2 separate regions of the Anser cygnoides genome follow, and region 1 is linked to region 2. The links are chromatin contacts, called in public Hi-C maps. All regions are on one chromosome and are shown on one strand. The core of a region is the stretch at or near the end of the contact, and the rest is flanking DNA. Distances in the headings are between cores, read along the strand shown.

Region 1 (3,933 bases), core at 1,140-3,639, 130 kb before region 2:
TGAATCTGCCAGATGTCCACCTACTCCAGAAATCACACCTACAAGCTTACTGTTTTTAATATATCAAAGCTAAACACTTCCCCACAGCAAGGAAGTGATCTTGCTATCAACTGTATTCAGTTCTGTATCCTACCCTATAGACTACCCTCAAAAGAAATTCTGTAGTCATTCAACATCATCCAGAGAACAAACCTCTAATATTACCATATTGCTTTTAGATGCCATTGTGCCACTCCTGAGAATGTTTTTGGGTGACTTCCAGAATTAATCAGAATTAATTAATCTGACTTCCATTTTCCAGGGGAAAAAAATAAAAAAAAGCATGTGCATTTTATTTGTGAATTGTTTTTATTTCTGCTGCTAGAAGCTCTACATACCATGGTCACTTATACTGCTAATATTAACAATTAACTTTTGCCTTACGTTAAAGAAAATTTCAAATAACAGGTCCTGTTTCTGAGGGATTTCAAATTCTCAGGAGAATATTATCTCAATACGTGACATCAATGTGCAGTACTCAGCATGCAATAGGTTATCAAAAAGCTTTCTTATATGGAAACTCAAAATTCATATATTCATCCTCTCTGAGACTGTTGCTAAGTGAAACTCATTTATTTAGACTAGATTTCATAAGAGAGATGAAAAACACATAATGGGAAGATATTTATATCTCCCATGATGACAGCTCTAGAGTGATAGGGAAAAGTACAGATAAAAAGTTTGTGGGAACCATGAGACACTAGTAAAATGGTGGTGGTGAAGATCTTTCTAGGCTATCAGCCATGTGAAAAACAGCTCAGAAAAGCAGGACATTGAAATTAAAAATGATTCTGTTCTAGAAAAAGAAAAATTGTCACCTTTGTTGAGTTGGTGAAGCAAATGGAAAGCTAATGCAGACAATAAATATGAAAAGGCAGCTGGAGAAGAAAGTGCTGATGCCCAGAAACTCTCTCACAGAATGCCTCCATCCAAAATGTTAACAGTCTGTCCCACAAGACAAGCTTCATTTATACAAATGATGTATATACAGCTCTGATTTTGCACCTTGCTTTCTCATTATAGAGTGGGTTTGCCAGCCTATCTACCCTATGGCCAGTCAATGACACAGTTCATGAAAGGCTATTACAGTGTGTGACACATTCTACATCCATTTTCATAACTATCATCTTTCTTTTCCTCCTACTTTATCTTAATCTACAGCAACAATTATGTCAATGAACTTCTGGTTCTAGCCTGAGTTTGAAAGTGGAAACGAAATTCCAGAAAAGCCGGCAAAGAAAATGTTAAAGTGGATTGCCACAACGTGACTCTGATTTTCTCTGATTTTACCTTTTCCACAAAGTACATGATACCCTCATGGCCCCGCTGTCCAGGAGGTTTCCAACTAAGCACAACATAGTTCTTTGTGGCTTCAATAACTTGGAGGTCTGTAGGTGGACCAGGAACAACACCCTCTGAAGTACAGGGAAGAAGAGTAGGAAATGGAAATGAGTATGAATTCCTTCATATTTGTATCAGAATTGGTGCTGTGATTAAAGTATAGGACAGGTATTAACATATCTTGGCACCTGATAGTTTTAGAAAACGTAGTATTTAAAGTAATCTACGTACTGGTTTTAAATGTCCTTGTTTTAATGTTAGACATGTTTATTTATTAAGTCCTGAATAACGAAACCTAAAGCTGGAGTTGTTGAAGGTTGAGTGACTCTTGAGAACAACGAACTTTGGGTGTGTGCCAAAGTCCACTGAACTCAATGGAAGTTTTCCTCATTACTCAGCCAAATTTTTGTAGGCAAAAGGGCTGTGTTTACCTGCAGGTTCTTCCTCAGTGACAATAATCTGTCCTGTCCAGGGAGCGGAAGGGTGACCTGAAACAGATGTCATAGAGAGGATGGAAATGAGAACTTTCAGGAACTTTTGAAATATTGAGCAAACTGAGTCCTTTGTGGTTCAAAACTAACATTTGCAAGATTCACATGAGCTCAGTTCTTGGTGACTGCTGTGACTGTTACTCATGTAAGGACACTCAAACCTAGTTTAAAGTAGTTCTGCAATCAATATATCAAGAAAAAATTAATCAACAGAGGCATATATTCCTTGCTGAAATTTCTCTGAAGTCACTTAAGCGACAAGCAGAGGTATTTAGCTCACTCAGTTAATTGTTTTTAGAGAATTAACTTCATTTTCCACACTCTGTTCATTTGGTTTATAAGCTCACTCATTAAAGCAAGAGGCAAGGCTCTTCTTCATCTTTTTTTAACCCACTTTCCCTCACATTTCCAGCTTTCAGAACAAGGGTCACAGTCACAGACAGAAATTGCTCAGCCTGACTCCACACACCAACTTGATATGCTTTGGGTGGCTCTCTCAGTGCCCTTGCATTATCATATTATCACAGTTATGTAGCTCAATGCTATCAGCCAGGTCAATGCATTTTCAGAGATAATTTTTGCAGTTGCTGTTCTCCACCTCCATGTGCTTCACCTTACATTGGCTGATTTGTTTTGGAAATGAGAGTAGAGATGGAGCAGATGGGGAGAAAAGTGGATCATGAGGGAGAAAAGGAGATGCAACAGGCCACCAAAATCAGACTCCCTCTCCTGAGACAGCTTCAACTCTTCCCAGTGAAAAGCAAAAGCCCTCCCAGACTTCAGGTTTCACGTGTGACCACGGTATTTCCTAGTAGTGTCAAACCTGGCCATTTTAAATAGTAAAACTTCAGAGATGAGTAGAAATACCTGGATTTCAGGCATGTGGTTTTGGGGTGTGGGTAGAGAAGGGGATTTTGAAGCAAACTCTTAGTTAAACTCCTCACCAAGGCCTTTGTGCCTAGGACGTCGCCAGGCTACAGGAGAAATATCCTCGATTTGTAAAAAAGTTCACTGTTAAGCAGAGAGCTCGGGATCAATAACCTGTTGGGCTGCCCTGATATTTTGCTGATGTTATTGCAAGACTTTGGTCATCACATGAGCACAGAATCAGCTGCTCTTGCCTGTGGCACAGAGGGAGACTATTCACAGGATCCACTCAGCTATTTTGCTGGTGGAACAAAAGCAAGTCTCTTCTGGCAATTTACTCTCCTGTGCCTTTTCCCTGCTTTCTGCAAGTCCAGAGTGCAGTACTGTAGCCAGCAAAGCCATTCAAACTGTTGGAGTGCTTTGTGCAAAGAGCACTGAGACAAATCCTTCTTGGCAAAAGTTGTCTCCAAAGAATATTTTGTTTTTGCATTGCTCCCTCTAGTGGGATTTTGAAGGCTTATGAATAAATAGTCATACTTTTTTTTTAAATTATTTTTCATACAATTTCTTAAGTCTTTCAGGCAAGCGGCAAAAAGCGTGTCTTACTTCTAAGCCTGGCTCTGTCAGCAGGATCCAGGGCCGCCACGGGCTCGGACACCCGGGATGGTAGGCTAATGCCAGCTTTGTTCACCGCTCGGACTCGGAAGATGTAGGAGCGGCCCTCAATCAGACCGGTGACAGGAAAACGGGCGAATTTCACAGGAGTCTCATTGCACTGGGTCCAGTGGGTGGTGCCAACTTCACACCTGAAACATACAAACAGCAGGAAAGAGTAGTGCTGGGAAGGGAAAAACGCTGACTCCAAGCACCCGGACCTTTAGTTTGACCATCTGTTCACGTTCATTGCCTGAAGCAAGCCAGCTTCCCCAGCACTGGTGTCTGCTGGTGACACCAAAGCAGCTGCAGGAGGGGTCAGGGCTGAAGTGCCACCTGGTTATGCACCAAATCCCCTGCAGCTGTGCTCCGTCTTTCCCGAACTGGAGAGGGGACACGGACAGAGCTCACTCCACCGAACAACCCTTCAAAGTATGCTCTGGGAGGCTTGGGGAGTGTCAGCTTCAGCATACTTGAAGGGACATGAGATACGTGTAGCCTTGGCAGTTGCCAGGAGCAGAGCTCATCCTGCATGCACGGT
Region 2 (3,688 bases), core at 465-2,964:
CGTGCTGAATCACTCTTACCTGGCAAGGGCTGGCGGAACGGCGGGGCCATATTTTATTGTAGTGTACTCCAGCTGCAGAAAAGGTATTGGATTTGGGGTTTATATCAGACAACTAGTTCCTGATCAGGTTGATTAAGTCTTTAGGTGGAAGACTTTGCCTTCATATCTCTTTGTAAAACAAATGCTGAGTAGTGGTAAAAGGACAAATGTGCTCAGTTGTGACGCTTTAAATCATACAAACCATTACCAAAGACAAATAACAAGATCACAGCAGGTTACTCTGGTGCAGGGCTCCTTCCTGGAGCAAACACCACGAGACACAATCAACATTCACACGGTGTTCAGCCCACCACAATGCAGCCCCTCCAGCTGGGTCTTTGGAGGCGCGCTAGTAGGAATATTAAATCCCACTGAATACCTTCTTATGATATTCATAATTTAACAACAGCCATGCACATGGGTGACCAATTCTGTGGATTGTGACTGTGGGGAACCAGATCCAACCCCCCCAGTGATGCTGAGGGCTGTGCCACGACCCCTGCTCAGCCCCTGCTCCTCTTACCATGCTTGCGCCGTGGTGGCTGGAGCCCTCTTAGGTGCTGTCAGTATTCATCAGAAGCAACTTCTTAGAAGGAGCGATGTGGGAATAAGTGCATTACTGTGTGAGCTGTCAGCAGATGTGCAAAGGACTTTTTGTATTGAAAAGGCGAAAAGAAAAAAAAAAAAGACATTAAAAATACCATTGCCATGTTGCCCTCTGGGTTTACACAAATGTGGCACAGAGAAGAATTAGGCTTTTGCAGTTTCATGTTTCCTTGACCTTTTGAGAGAGGAATTAAAAATCAGATCCAACTTCTGCTCCCAGTTGCAATGCTGAAAGTCCAGAGCCAATATAATGTACTGGCTCCTGAGGTGTGGGAGCAGAATTTCGTCTTGCCTATTGAAAAAAAAATGAGAGAGAGATGAGATATGAAGAGGTCTGAATAAAGGCTGGATCATTTGAGCGCTAAACCTCTCTCCCAGGTGGGTGCAATTATTGTGGGTGCAATTACTGGTGTGTAAGCAGATTCCTTCACCTGCTCTGGTGGGCGTTCTGACTTGGGATCAGTGCAACGTAAGGAGAGAATACACGTCTCCTCCAGCATGGTGTCTGCTCAGTGTGCTGAGGAGCGTGCCGTGGGAAGAAGCTCGCAGCCAGCAGCATCCCTGCTGTGACGCAGCTGCTGGAGCCCGGTGGTGGTGGCCGTGCCTGCTGCAGCAGCAGCAGTGGGGCAGACAGAGAAGCTGTGCCAGCACCCGTGTCGCTTGACACTTAGAAAGCCCTCGGACCATTAACGCTAAGCTCATGCGTGCTGCTTGACATGAAAACATTTCCAGTTAAAGATCATTTCAGACTGTCGTTATATTGACTTACGCAAATGTTGACAAACAAAATCTGCTTGGATTACGCTCTAATGACAAGCTCTGCGTGCTTCAACAGGTTTTCTTTGTTTTGGCTTGGTTTCTTGGATTTATTTTCAACCGTCCACTGCTAAGATATATTTTTGTTCTGAGAGGACAAATGCAGCGGGGGGCTGCTTCCTACCTGGAATCTCGACATTGCCTGGGAGAAGCTGGCTGCCATGAATCATCACGGCGATGCTGTACAGCACACACATAGCTTTTTTTTTTTTCCCCTTTTGGAGACAAGCACGTGGCTATTAAACAAAGGACAAGAAGTGAGGGGAGTACACTGCAATTTGCTAATGTGTGGCTGGGTTCCCAGTTCCCTGTGCATTCTTGCAGCCAGACTGCAGTCGTCATGATGCCATTGCCAGGAAAGATGTAAACAAAAGGAAACTCTCTCTGTCAGTTGAAACATTAGGTTAATCGTGCAAAATAATATTTCGTAGTCATTCAGGTCGAGCCATACGCTACCTAGTTATCGAATATGCTATTCGTTCTATACAGATACACAGCTTCATTGGCATAAAGCACCAGTTTTTACATCTCTTTAAATCACAGCAGTATTTGCTATGTGGTGAGTCAGGGCACTGTGCAAGGCCATCGGACCCTGTCATGCAGGACTGTGACTTAAAATTCAGGTGCTTTAGGCATGGCTCTTTTGGGATCACTTGGAGGTTGGCAAACAGACGTTTTTCTGTTGAAGTAGTTAAACGATCATCTTTATGCCTCAGCCAAATTTCACAACTGGAAATTATTCTGGGGTGAAGTCTCTTTTTTTCCCTAACACTGCAATCACAGCTGCGAAACTTCACTTAAAATCAAAGGCCGGTGTTTATTCTGGATTAAAACAGCTGCTAGCGAGATGGGAACAAGACTCAAACTCTTCTTTCCCACCGTGAGGGCTTACCCAAGAGCAGTGACAGCCATGCACTGACCTGGAACTTTTAACTTACATTATTTCTGTTAAACCTGCGCCATGTCCTTCTCTAGTCGGCATCTTTTCAGCTGTGTGTGATGAAGACCTGCCCCGTGCAAGCCTTGCTGTTGTCCAGGGACTTGCATCTCCTGTGTCTTCAGCTGGGGTTTAGGGAGCTGCTCGAAGGCATGATGCTGCCCTGACACATTTGAGGCTTGCAAATGGCATGGTGTAAGTAGTAGTCGTGGTGGTACTGCTGCCCTGGGAAGGGATGTCAGATACTCAGAAACTATTTAACAAAATGTTGCTCCATGATAGGAAGGAATTTTCCCCTTTAGCTGTTGCTACAGACTGTGACAGCAAACGCTTTTGCCACAGATTAAATTATTGCAGCTTTAATGCTGGTGTCCACCCTCTTCTGCCCCATCCTTCTCCTTCTTTCCACTTTCTCCTTCCCTAGGGCCAACGGTGGGACTCCCTGCTGCAGCTCCCAGTGCTGCAGCCTGTGCTGTCAGTGCTTGTTTTGATCCAGCAGCAAGGCTGAATGCCATGGCAGTTTTGCTGCATCATCTGTGAACTGCCTGGACAGTGTCAACCTTTTACCTTTCACTGTCTGTGATTGTGCAGAGAGACGAGGAATGACACACACTTAGGTGCATCGGATGTCTCCATCTCCCCTTAGGCCTAGGGTAGATGTGATTTGCCAGCGCTAGCTACAAATTGAAGAAGTCTCAGTATTTTGTTTTATTTTTTTTCCATGTGATAGGAAAGTTTTCTTCCTAAGACTAGCAAAACAACTGGAGCACCATGAGTTATTACCATGAACACTTATTTCACCACCTTCCCCCACCCAAAAAAAAAAAAAAGAAAAAAGAACATGCTAGAGGATGACAAATAGCACAGCCCAATTCATGCAGTGCATTAACATCTCACTGCTACACACTTTCTGGAGCATATACAACAAAAGAAGGAATGATTACAGTTCTGGTTCAAGGACCACAGCAATCCAGCGCTGAACACGCACTTGTGAAGCAATTCCAGATTGCAATTTTGAGCACCGATAGCCAGTACAATAGGAAAAATAAGCCACGCTGTATTAAGGACATGCCTTTGATAATTCGCTCTTTATAGCTAAAAGCCAGGGATAGCTGGTAGGCTTGGCATCCCGCTGGGGAAATGGGACAGTTGCACAGGAAGGGGTTGCCTTTTGCCATTTCACATCTACGCTCCCAATTTCCAGCCTCCAGCCTGAACCCTGTGCCTCAGCACGCAGCTGTTTGCACAAGTGACTTATCGTGCCTCCATGAGACACCTGGCACCCAGAAA

What was found. Hi-C and Micro-C count contacts between places; a contact is called where the count stands out from the background.
Region 1: a contact with region 2 is called in a Hi-C map of liver, with 2.6 times the contacts expected there. The contact joins two enhancer-like sites. A contact is called at or near these places in 2 of 7 Hi-C or Micro-C datasets (both in liver).

The regions. Positions count from the first base shown.
Region 1 is chr2:111,881,642-111,885,574 of Taihu_goose_T2T_genome, reverse strand. It overlaps MYOM1 (myomesin 1), which reads right to left. Exons shown (of 37, transcript XM_048058026.2): 12 at 3,345-3,544; 13 at 1,812-1,868; 14 at 1,330-1,454. Among named protein-coding and RNA genes, the nearest start is that of MYOM1, 35 kb to the right of the region's middle. Within about 2 kb of position 2,389, at least 2 of the 3 cell types and tissues checked have open chromatin away from gene starts, as enhancers often do. A contact at or near this core is called in liver, where this site is marked.
Region 2 is chr2:111,746,702-111,750,389 of Taihu_goose_T2T_genome, reverse strand. It overlaps TGIF1 (TGFB induced factor homeobox 1), which reads left to right. Exons shown (of 6, transcript XM_066992815.1): 5 at 1-83. Among named protein-coding and RNA genes, the nearest start is that of TGIF1, 21 kb to the left of the region's middle. Within about 2 kb of position 1,714, at least 2 of the 3 cell types and tissues checked have open chromatin away from gene starts, as enhancers often do. A contact at or near this core is called in liver, where this site is marked.